Linked DNA regions of Pan troglodytes: region 2 is linked to region 1. The links are chromatin contacts, called in public Hi-C maps. All regions are on one chromosome and are shown on one strand. The core of a region is the stretch at or near the end of the contact, and the rest is flanking DNA. Distances in the headings are between cores, read along the strand shown. Region 1 overlaps CHRNA2 (cholinergic receptor nicotinic alpha 2 subunit). Region 2 has its middle 22 kb from the start of CLU.

Evidence for each region. A called contact is a pair of places that touch in the nucleus more often than the background predicts.
Region 2: a contact with region 1 is called in a Hi-C map of induced pluripotent stem cells, with 3 times the contacts expected there. The contact joins two enhancer-like sites. A contact is called at or near these places in 5 of 7 Hi-C or Micro-C datasets (blood, induced pluripotent stem cells, a lymphoblastoid cell line and 1 more) and 1 of 1 other capture datasets (stem cell-derived neural stem cells).

What each region holds. Positions count from the first base shown.
Region 1 is chr7:35,805,085-35,810,747 of NHGRI_mPanTro3-v2.0_pri, reverse strand. It overlaps CHRNA2 (cholinergic receptor nicotinic alpha 2 subunit), which reads left to right. Exons shown (of 6, transcript NM_001033935.1): 5 at 1,319-2,333; 6 at 3,557-3,682. The coding sequence ends at 3,682. Among named protein-coding and RNA genes, the nearest start is that of CHRNA2, 8.6 kb to the left of the region's middle. Within about 2 kb of position 3,462, at least 2 of the 24 cell types and tissues checked have an H3K27ac peak or open chromatin away from gene starts, as enhancers often do. A contact at or near this core is called in induced pluripotent stem cells, where this site is marked.
Region 2 is chr7:35,935,173-35,940,835 of NHGRI_mPanTro3-v2.0_pri, reverse strand. No RefSeq gene overlaps it. Among named protein-coding and RNA genes, the nearest start is that of CLU, 22 kb to the left of the region's middle. Within about 2 kb of position 2,470, at least 8 of the 24 cell types and tissues checked have an H3K27ac peak or open chromatin away from gene starts, as enhancers often do. A contact at or near this core is called in induced pluripotent stem cells, where this site is marked.

The DNA of each region.
Region 1 (5,663 bases), core at 2,213-4,712:
CTGATTTCCTGGATTTTAGGATTGACTGTGGGAATTAGAAGGGGAGGGAGGATGGTTAAAGACTAGAGCAGGAGCCCACCGAGCCAACTCCTGGTGGAATCAGGGGCTGAGGCTTCCAGGAAGTGCTATCTGACTGGTCACCACTATTCCAGTGTCCCCAGACTCCTTGTGGGTCCTTGATGCCTAGTCCCATGATACCCCTGATTCACACTCTCTGTCCCTGTGTGACCCTCTACTGGAAGGCTCTCTGCCCATTTCTCAGCCAAATCCTACCATCAGTCAAGGCCTTTTGCAAACGGCAGGCTTATCGATGACCCTGCTCACCTCCCAGAAGGGAGTTTTCCCCCAAAGAGTCCAGGGAGCACCCAGACTGCCCTCCTAGCGTTGCCAACTGCCTCCCTGATGTTGCAGTGGTTCCTGGAGACGTCTCATCTCCTCATGGCTCCTTAAAGGCAGGGACCTTTCTCATATTCCTCTTCTGCACAGCTCTGGTACAGGCCCTAGCGGATGAGGGGCTCAAAAACGCATGTTAAATGGATACATTCAAGGTAGTATCTTCACCTGCAAAGATGTTAGGTCTCTTCTGAGCAAGGATGATCCCAGGTGGAAAGGGATCGCCCTCCTAAGGGGCCGACTCATCATCTGCTAGGGAAGAAAAACAGACTCATAGATATCATTCTAATATATTAAATGTTCAGCTCACAGGAGGACAGCTTTGACCCCCTGTGATGTCATCCCCACCCAGCCAATCAGCAGCAAGCACCTGGCCACACCCACCCCTTCCCCAAAACTGCCTTTGAAAAACCCCTAACACGCACGAACTTGGAAGAGATGCTTTGAATGCTATCTCCTTCTCCCCCGTGGCGTGGCTGGCCTTGTGTCTATTCAACTCTTTCATTACTGCAAATAAAATAAAATATTAAATGAATAAAAATAGGCAAACAACATATACCCCATGATCACAAATATATATGATTGTCATATATTGATAGATTATGTATATATAATCGTTATACATTTTATATATATACATATATATCATCAAAATGTTATTAGTGGTTGTTTTTAGAATTCTTGGTACTGCCTTCTATTCCTCACAATTCCTCCTTTTGTATTTAAAAAGGTAGTAATTGACAAGACAGCTCAGTGGCTATACATGTGCATGCCGGGGGAGACTTACACACTTGCATAAATAAACCCCGCCAGTGTGGCCGGGTCTGACTTGATTCTTGGGGTTCCCCTGCTGCCAGCTCTCTGAGTAGCCTGGCTCAGGCAGGTGGGTGTGCAGGGGTCTCCCCAGCTCCTCTCCTCTTCCCAGTGCAGATGGGGAGTTTGCAGTGACCCACATGACCAAGGCCCACCTCTTCTCCACGGGCACTGTGCACTGGGTGCCCCCGGCCATCTACAAGAGCTCCTGCAGTATCGACGTCACCTTCTTCCCCTTCGACCAGCAGAACTGCAAGATGAAGTTTGGCTCCTGGACTTATGACAAGGCCAAGATCGACCTGGAGCAGATGGAGCAGACTGTGGACCTGAAGGACTACTGGGAGAGCGGCGAGTGGGCCATCGTCAATGCCACGGGCACCTACAACAGCAAGAAGTACGACTGCTGCGCCGAGATCTACCCCGACGTCACCTACGCCTTCATCATCCGGCGGCTGCCGCTCTTCTACACCATCAACCTCATCATCCCCTGCCTGCTCATCTCCTGCCTCACTGTGCTGGTCTTCTACCTGCCCTCCAACTGCGGCGAGAAGATCACGCTGTGCATTTCGGTGCTGCTGTCACTCACCGTCTTCCTGCTGCTCATCACTGAGATCATCCCGTCCACCTCGCTGGTCATCCCGCTCATCGGCGAGTACCTGCTGTTCACCATGATCTTCGTCACCCTGTCCATTGTCATCACCGTCTTCGTGCTCAATGTGCACCACCGCTCCCCCAGCACCCACACCATGCCCCACTGGGTGCGGGGGACCCTTCTGGGCTGTGTGCCCCGGTGGCTTCTGATGAACCGGCCCCCACCACCCTTGGAGCTCTGCCACCCCCTACACCTGAAGCTCAGCCCCTCTTATCACTGGCTGGAGAGCAACGTGGATGCCGAGGAGAGGGAGGTGGTGGTGGAGGAGGAGGACAGATGGGCATGTGCAGGTCATGTGGCCCCCTCTGTGGGCACCCTCTGCAGCCACGGCCACCTGCACTCTGGGGCCTCAGGTCCCAAGGCTGAGGCTCTGCTGCAGGAGGGTGAGCTGCTGCTATCACCCCACATGCAGAAGGCACTGGAAGGTGTGCACTACATTGCCGACCACCTGCGGTCTGAGGATGCCGACTCTTCGGTGCGTTGGGGTTGGGAGAGGCGCCAGCCTGGGTGGCCCCACCAACTTAGCAGGGAACCAACTCATCACAGAGTGTGAGCTTGGGCAGCCCAGGCCCCTCTCGTGAAGGCCCACTTCCCTCAGTCATGGTCCTTAGATGGAATAAATAGCAAGAGAGCACATGTAGCTGGCCGCTTTGAGGACATTTATTGGCAGGTGGCAGGTTACACACCACAGAGTCAGGCATGAGCAGCTCAGACTAACAGGGATCCTGAGAGCCAGAGAGGGAGGACCCCGGATGCTGAACCCCGTGCCTCCCTCAGGCCGCCAGCTCCCACCATTGCCTTGGAGGTGGCGGCAGGCAGGGGGAGCATTTCAGGAGAGACCCAGAAAGTCAGCTGCTGCAGTGTCAGCCTTTGTCGTTTGTCTTGGATGGTCTCTTCCTCCGCCTCCTTGTTCATGGGCTCCTGAGGATCTTGCAAACTTCACTCTTCAACCACAAACCCTGCAGATTCTTGGTTGTGCCAGGTGGACTCCACTCCCCCGCCCCTGCCATGACATTGGCCCCACCCTGACCCCTGCCCCAGCTCCTGTCTGCCATTGTTATGTGAGCAGGCCACTACTCTAGCACAAAATTCTTATCAGCCTAGAGAATGATGAAAGGCCGGGGGGTTATTACTGAGTGGCCTTGATGAACAGACAAGAAAATTAATCATGACGTCATCCAGGAGCAGTGGAGAATCCAGGCTCCCTTGTCTGGGCTGTGAGCCCAAGTTCTACAAAGCCCCCGCCCCACCCCCAGCCTGCCTGGGGTCCCAGCCACCTTTGCCTGTTTCCCTCTCCCCAGCTCCAGCAGGTGGGTGAGGAGGCAACCTGGAGCAGCAAAGTCTGGTGTTGCATTGAAGTCTGCAGGCCCCCTAGAAGGGCCCATGCTCCTGGGTGTTCCTGCCGCCTCCTTGTGTCCCTCTAGCCTCCTTTACCTATAGTCTGGGAGCATAATATGGACAGGTCTGGGCATGTGGAGGGGCTGGGATGGGAGGGGAATCATCAGTGGAGCTTACTGGAGCCTTGAAACAGCCCTCCCTTCCACCCACCCCGCTCCCTGCGCTGACCTTTGCTCCCCAAGGTCTCTGTGGGGCAGTTGCTGCTGCCCCCAGTGGCCGTCTGTGCAGGGGCTGTGAATGGGGGGAACACATCCCTTTCCCAGGCCTGGCCCCTGTCACTGTGTGCTGTCTTCCCCACAGGTGAAGGAGGACTGGAAGTATGTTGCCATGGTCATCGACAGGATCTTCCTCTGGCTGTTTATCATCGTCTGCTTCCTGGGGACCATCGGCCTCTTTCTGCCTCCATTCCTAGCTGGAATGATCTAACTGCACCTCCCTCCAGCTGGCTCCCAGGGCACCCCCGCTGACCATCTTTTGACCATCTCTGCTACAGCTGCCTCTGGTGTCCCCTTTGGGGTGAGCAGGTGCCTCTCCACGGAGTCTGGACACTGACCCAGGCATTGCAGGCTTCCATCCAGCTTAACGTTATTGTACCAGGGCTGAGAGCCTGCTGGGTGCAAAGCCCTGTTTTGGATACGGAGGAGCTGGGGAAGCTCTGCAGAAGGTCACAGTAGTGTGGTGACCAAGTAGGGCAGAGTAAGATTCTCCTGGAGGAGCAGTGCAGACCCTAAGTGACAGAAGGGTCAACCAGGGGGACAGTGGGGCCAGGGTGACGAGGAAGGGAATGCAGACCTCAAAGGAGGGGCCGTGGGGGCAAAGGGGAGGGTTCTTGGAGGTGGAAGGGCTCTGAACAATGTTTAGATTTGGAGATGAGCCCAAAGTGCCAGGGAGAACAGCCAGGTGAGGTGGGAGGTTGGAGAGCCAGGTGGGGTCTCTCTAAGCCAGGCTGGGGTTGAAGTTTGGAGTCTGTCCGAGTTTGCAGGGTGCTGAGCTGTACGGTCCAGCAGGGGAGTAATAAGGGCTCTTCCGGAAGGGGAGGAAGCGGGAGGCAGGGCCTGCACCTGAGGTGGAGGTACAGGGCAGATCTTCCCTACCGGGGAGGGACGGATGTTTGGATACAGGTGGCTGGGCTATTCCATCCATCTGGAAGCACATTTGAGCCTCCAGGCTTCTCCTTGACGTCATTCCTCTCCCTTCCTTGCTGGAAAATGGCTCTGCACCAGCAGGCCCCCAGGAGGTCTGGCAGAGCTGAGAGCCATGGCCTGCAGGGGCTCCATATGTCCCTACACGTGCAGCCGGCAAACAAGAAAGACCATCCTGAGCCGCTCCTGACCCACCTCAAACTCATCTCATTCGGCCTGTCCTCCCTCCCTTCACCCCTCCTTCCCTCCCCAGGAACCCTGTTCCCTGTGCCTGGCTCCATCAGGAGGAGGCCTCACTTGGGAGTTGAAGATCTTTGCCTTTAGTTCCTTTGATTCTGAACTTCTCAAAGGCAGGGACTCTGCCCGTTATTTTTCCCACCCCCAGCACCTAGCACAGCGCTGGGTGAGTGGGTCAGCACTTAAGGCGTTTGTTCTGAGTGGTTGAGGGGAGCAAGCTGGATTGTTTGGGCCCTAGGACTGTTGTGTAGATGGCAAAGCTCTGGTCCCGTCCCTTATCAGCCTGCCTCGTCTCTCCCAGAGCCCCGAGGTGTGTTGACCTGCTCTGGACCCTTCAGAGCAGCCTGTGTGTGCACCTTGGAACGCAATGCACCACCCCAAAGTCTGAGGCTGCACCCAGGATCCCAGGCCGAGCTGCTGCTCCTGGGATCGGGCACCAGACCTCTCCCCAACTCTGTCCAGACTGGAGGGTGGGACCTTGGCAGCTAACGGATGTGGGCATTGGGTTCTCGGGACAGCATGGAGGCTCCAGGCAGGAAGCCGAGCAGGGCGAGCTTCCAGTTTCCTTTTGGTCCTAGGGGTCCCCTCCTTCCAAACTCCAAAATGTCTCTCCCTGACACTCCCAGGGGAAACCAGCCTGGCTGTGACGCCCTGGCCCAGGCCCTGCCACGCCCCACTTCTCTCCCACAACTCCCCTGCTCATGGCACATCTGGTCTCTGGCTCCTGTCTACTCGTGTGCATGCAGCTCCCAGCGCTCCCTCTCCTCCCACTTGCTCTCCAGAGGCCTCGGAGCTCTCAGATCCAGGCTCCCACACCCACTCTCCTGAGACAGTGATGTTCACTTCTGTTATCCACGTCTCCTATCCATCTTGCATGTGAATAAAGAGATTAAATAAAGCTGCACCTACTGCTCACTCAACTGTGCGACCCCCTCCTCGCCAGCTGCACTTCAACATCGCCAGTGTCACCCAAGCCCCTCCAGAGCCTGGGTGGTTTGGGGGCCCACTAAGAGAGAAATGACATGGCA
Region 2 (5,663 bases), core at 1,221-3,720, 130 kb before region 1:
CACCCCGAGAGAGGCTGGGCTGTGGGAATAACAGGGACCACTTTTTTGCAGTTGTGCCACTGGTAAGTGCTGAAGCTAAGAATGAACACAGGTCTGTCTCTGGGGGTCACAGGGCCCCACTAGAAAATAGGATAGTGGCAAACCCAGGAAGTATCCAGTAGTTCTAGAGACAATGCAAAGAGGACTTGGGTCTCCACGGTTTATTATAGAACCAATGATTACTAAGTCAGCCAATGTGATAGCAGCGAAGGCCAGGCCTGGGGGACACATTTACAAGGTTAATAATGAACTCTTTGTTTGCTCTTCTCCTACGCTGATCTGGTTAACCTGTAAGCCCAGCCCCTTGGTCATAATCCTCCTAGATGATGGCATCTCTCAGTGTTGGCCGGGGCCACATCACAGTGTGGACAGCTCCTCTTGCCCTGGGCCCCACCATGCCACGCTGAGGGCTAGCTCACTGGAGGTCCAACAGCTGCCACTAGCTAGCTCTGGTCCAGCCCAAGGCAGGGTGGGGACTTCCTCAGGGTAGGAAAGGGGACAGGGAGAGGTACAGCAATACTACCTGCCTGTCCTCATTTGTTGCCACCAGCACCCAGAGGAACAAAGACCATGACATTGAGCTGGTGCCAGACATTCTCCCAGGACCCCACCTTCACCCCTAGTCCTGCTCAGGTGCCCAATCCTATAAAGACTAGCCCCCATCCTTAAGGTTCATCATGAGGAGGGGGTGACAGGGGGACACTTACTCCAGCCTCATATTCATAAGAAGACTTCAACATATTTACAAATGACCTCATGAGTATAAAACCACAGAGATGCACTGACACTGTCAAAGGAAGGTGTTTGTTTTCCACGTTGAAACCTGTGCCCATCACCAGCCCACATGCTTAGAGAACACGAGGCATTTTTGTTTGTTTGTTTGTTTTTAAATAGAGATGAGTTCTTGCCCTGTTGTCCAGGCTGGAGTGCTGTGGTGGAATCATAGCTCACTGCAGCCTCCAACTCCTGGGCCCAAGTGATCCTCCTGCCTCGGCCTCCCTAGTAGTTGGGGCTACAGGTGCACATCACCATGCCTGGTGGTATTGGTTTTTAAAACTCTAATTGCAATTACCTTGAGCACAACACAATATAATCTCACTTTGTGTGTGTCAAAAATTTTAACCCAAAATGTCAGTAAGTCTGTTTTAGAATTTTCTGGAAATGGGCCAGGTGCAGTGGCTCACACCTGTAATCCCAGCACTTTGGGAGGCCGAGGCGAGCGGATCACGAGGTCAGGATATCGAGACCACGGTGAAACCCCATCTCTACTAAAAATAGAAAAAATTAGCCCGGCGTGGTGGCGGGCGCCTGTAGTCCCAGCTACTCGGGAGGCTGAGGCAGGAGAATGACGTGAACCCGGGAGGCGGAGCTTGCAGTGAGCCGAGATCGCGCCACTGCACTCCAGCCTGGGTGACAGAGTGAGACTCCGTCTCAAAAAAAAAAAAGAATTTTCTGGAAATGTCTGGACCTCTCTTAATCTCTAAAAGCCCTGCCATATGGGGAAGAAAACCAGGGTGGAAACTAAGATACACCAGGCTCAGATATTTAGTGCATCTTTACTGAGATACTGCCTTGAAATTCTTCCTTTTTACTGACTCAAGGCCCCACCTGGACTTTGAGATGAGGGTACTCATAGGTATTCTTCTGTCTTCCAGTCTTCCATTTTGGAAATAGCTCCCAACTTTTGCCTTATTCTAGTAACCGCAAACCTGGCCGGGCACGGTAGCTCACGACTATAATCTCAGCACTTTGGGAGGCTGAGGCGGGTGGATCACTTGAGGTCAGGAATTCGAGACCAGACTGACCAACATGGTGAAACCCCGTCTGTACTAAAAATACAAAAGTTAGCTGAGCATGGTGGCGGGCGCCTGTGATCCCGGCTGCTTGGGAGGCTGAGGCAGGAGAACTGCTTGAATCCGGGAGGCGGAGGTGGCAGTGAGCCAGGGTCACACCAACGCACTCCAAACTGGGCGACAGAGTGAGACTTGTTCTCAAAAACTAAAGTAAAGTAAAGTAAAGTAAAGTAAAGTAAAGTAAAGTAAACAGTAACCGCAGACCTAAGGATAAGATCTTTCTCGCAGGGGACTCGGAGACATCCCTTCCAGTTTGAAACCAACTGTCTGTCCTGTAGCGAACTCTTCCTTTTCGGCAACTCGCCTGGTGCCTCCCTGGGGGTTCGCTCCCGTCTCTGTGCCATTCCTCAATCACTTTAGCGTGCGACTAGCAGGCTGTGCAGGGTTGAGGTTGGAGACCAGGGCTTGGTGTCCTCCTGTGTGCCTCGCCTGGGTTAAGACAGCTGCCACCAGGGGCCACCTGAATCCCCCCCCGCCCCGGCCCCGCGCAGGGGCCGACAGGATGCTAACCCTGTGAAGGCCCAGAGTGAGATTCCTTCAGCTGAGCTGTGTCCCTAGGGATGCGGGCTTCACTGGCCCCTCTCCCCCGTCAGCACGACCTACCCGCCTTCCTTAGGTCACAAAGCCTCATCTTACACCGGGGACCCTCCCATGTAGGTGGCCAGGTTGGCTCTGCCGATGTTGGGCTATCCCCACCCAATCCCCACTAGTGAAGTGAGGTGGCATCTGTCTTCAATTCTCTGTCTTTGTATTTTTGGGGGGGCTTTCTGAGTGGTGGTCAGGTGCTGTATCCCCTGGGACGCTCAGAGCTCACCTGGACCCCTCCCTTTCTCGGCCCTGCACCTGAGGAGTGTGGGGTCAGGTGACCGCCTGGAGGGGAGAAGCTGCCGGAAAGCCACTCACTCTACATGGTGAGATTTGCGCATGCCTTGTTGGCAGGAGACTTCTCACCTCAAATTCAGCTTTGAGAGCCGCTCACGGCCAACAGCCTCAATGCTGTGCTGTGGTTGAGTTTCACGCTAGCTAGGGAGGCGCCGTTCCCCATCCTTCCACGCGATTGCAACTTCTTGGATGCTGCGAGCAGAAGCCGGGTCACGCGCACAGACTCCCAGCCTGGCCGCCAAGCGTTCCCGTTTCCTGAGCTGGGGAGGGCTTTGACCACAAGGGGGCAGCGCGGGCTCACGGCGCCTTGGGCTTAGATGGGGAGGGCAGCGCTGGGAGAAACGAGGACCTGGAAACCAGGAAAGGAAGCGGCGTGCGGACGGAGAGGCACGTGGATCGCATCAGCGATGCCCCTCAGCGCCCAACCTAGGGGCTGCGTGCACGCCGCTCCATATCAAAAGATCTCAGCAAGGAGAACGCTCGGGAAAGAAGATCTCAAGCACCAGAAAAATCCCACATCAAAGAAAGAGTATCTTATACGCATCTAAAAGCTGAACCGAAAATTGCATTGATTCTGGAAAGTCTATTTCTAGAACATTCGATTGCCTTAGGCTTCTAGGAATTGAAGTTTTACTGAGCCTCAGGGTTTCAGGCTTAAGTCACTGTGCTGTGCGTCCCTACTGTCTTCACTACTTCCATCAGGTTGGTGTGCGGGGTCAGAAGTCCGCAGAACAGGCGTGGCACTCCTTCCTAGAGCAGAAATGTTAGGGAAAACGATTTGGAAAGTAAAACACTACTTAAAAATGGAAAACACAATTATATAATGGAATAGAATGCAAAATTCATAGACGTTTAGAAATTAAAATATAAGCTATAGAAAACACACGGCTACCAGGCACTCTTTGATGGAGAAGTGTGAAGACACCGCCTTTCCTAGCTTGCTGTGTGACACTGGACAAGTTTCATCACTTCTCTGAGCCTTGGCTTCCTCATATGCAGAACAACCAGGTGATTTGGACTTGATGATTTTCAAAGCCTGCTGTGCTTTTGTTTTTATTAACTTCACCAATCCATTTCTTTTCTTATGTATCAGTCAGGGTTCTTCAGAGAAACAGAACCAATATATATTTCTATTAAGAGAGTTATTTCTAGGAATTAGCTCACGATTATAATCTTGCAAGCCCGAAATCCGTAGGGCAGCCCCAAAGACTGGAAACTCAGGCTGAGTTAGTGCTGTGGCCTTGAGGCAGAATTTCATCTTCTCCTGAAAACCTAGATTTTTGATTTTAAGGCCTTTTAACTGATTTCATGGGATCCACCCACAGTATCAAGGATACTTTATTTTACTTAAAGTCAACTGATTGTTAACCATATCTACAAAATATCTTCACAGCAACACGGAGATGGGTGTTTGATTAAATAACTTGGTACTGTAGCCTGGTAAGTTGACACAGAAAACTAACTGTTACGTACCTCCCAGCTGGGCTGGCTTCATGAGGGATGACCTGGGTAGTGCTCCAAAGGACCCTGCACTTGGTTTCATGGGGGATGACCTGGGTAGTCCTCCAAAGGACCCTGTGCTCATGGGGGATGCTCCAAAGGACTCTGCACTCGGTTTCATGGAGGATGACCTGGGTAGTGCTCCAAAGGACTCTGCATTCAGTTTAATGCCCTGCTGTCACCCTCTTGAAATTCTTAAACATTTTGGAACAAGGGCTCCTCCATTTTTATTTTGCACTGGGCAGGCCTGCAAATTATGTAGCTGGTCCTAGTGCCCCAATGAAATAGAGAAATATATAGAAATATACAGAACCTAAATTTTACCATCGTGAGCACTTTAAGTGTACAGTTCAAGGACTTTAAGTTCCTTACAATTATTGCACAATCATCACCCCCATCCCTCTCCAGAAAACGTTTTCATCTTCCCTAACTGAAGCTCTGTACCCATTAAACACTAACTCCTCTTTCCCCACCACCTCCAGCCTGTGGGAACCACTGTTTACTTTGCTTCTGAATTTGACTCTTCTAGATACCCCATATAAATGGAATCACACAGTATTTGTCCTTTTGTGTCTGGTTTATTTCACTCTGCACAATGTCCTCAAAGTTCATTTTGTTATTGTATGTGTCAGAATTTCCCTCCTTCTAAAGCCTGAATAATACTATTGTATGAATATACCTCATTTTGTTCCTCCATTTGTCTTGATAAGACATTTGACTATTGCGAATAATGCTGTTATAAAGATGGGTGTACAAACACCTCTTTGAGATCCTGCTTTGAGTTATTTTGAGTATATACCCAGAAATAGAATTTCTGGATCATATGGGAATTCTATGTTTAATTTTTTGAGGAACCACCATGCCATTTTCTGCCGTGGCTGCCCCATTCTACACTTCTGCTACATTTCCATTACATTTGTGCTTTGAGGGAACCCCCAAAGCAAAAGAGTTCCAGTTTCTCCATATCCTCACCAGACACTTGTTAGTTTCTGTTTTTTGTTTTTTTTTAAATTGATTCTAAGGGGTGTGGTCTCTCATTGTAGTTTGATTTGCATTTCCCTAATGACTAGTGATGTTGAGCATCTTTTCATGTGGTTTTTAAGTATCATTTGTTTATATTCTTTGGAGAAATGCCTATTTTGAATCTTTTGCCCACTTTTTTGATTGGGTCATTTGTATTTTCATTGGTGAATTGTAGGAATTCTCAATGTATTTTGGATATGAATCCCTCATGAGATAAATGATTAAAATATGCATTGCTTGAGGGTAGGAACCTACCTTAAGGTTCTTTTTATTCCCCTCAAGCACTTGCTGCATGGCCTATGATCAAGGAATGCGCTCCATGAAGTCTGCAAGGCATGGTAGGTCGGAGGCAAATTGAAACGAGGT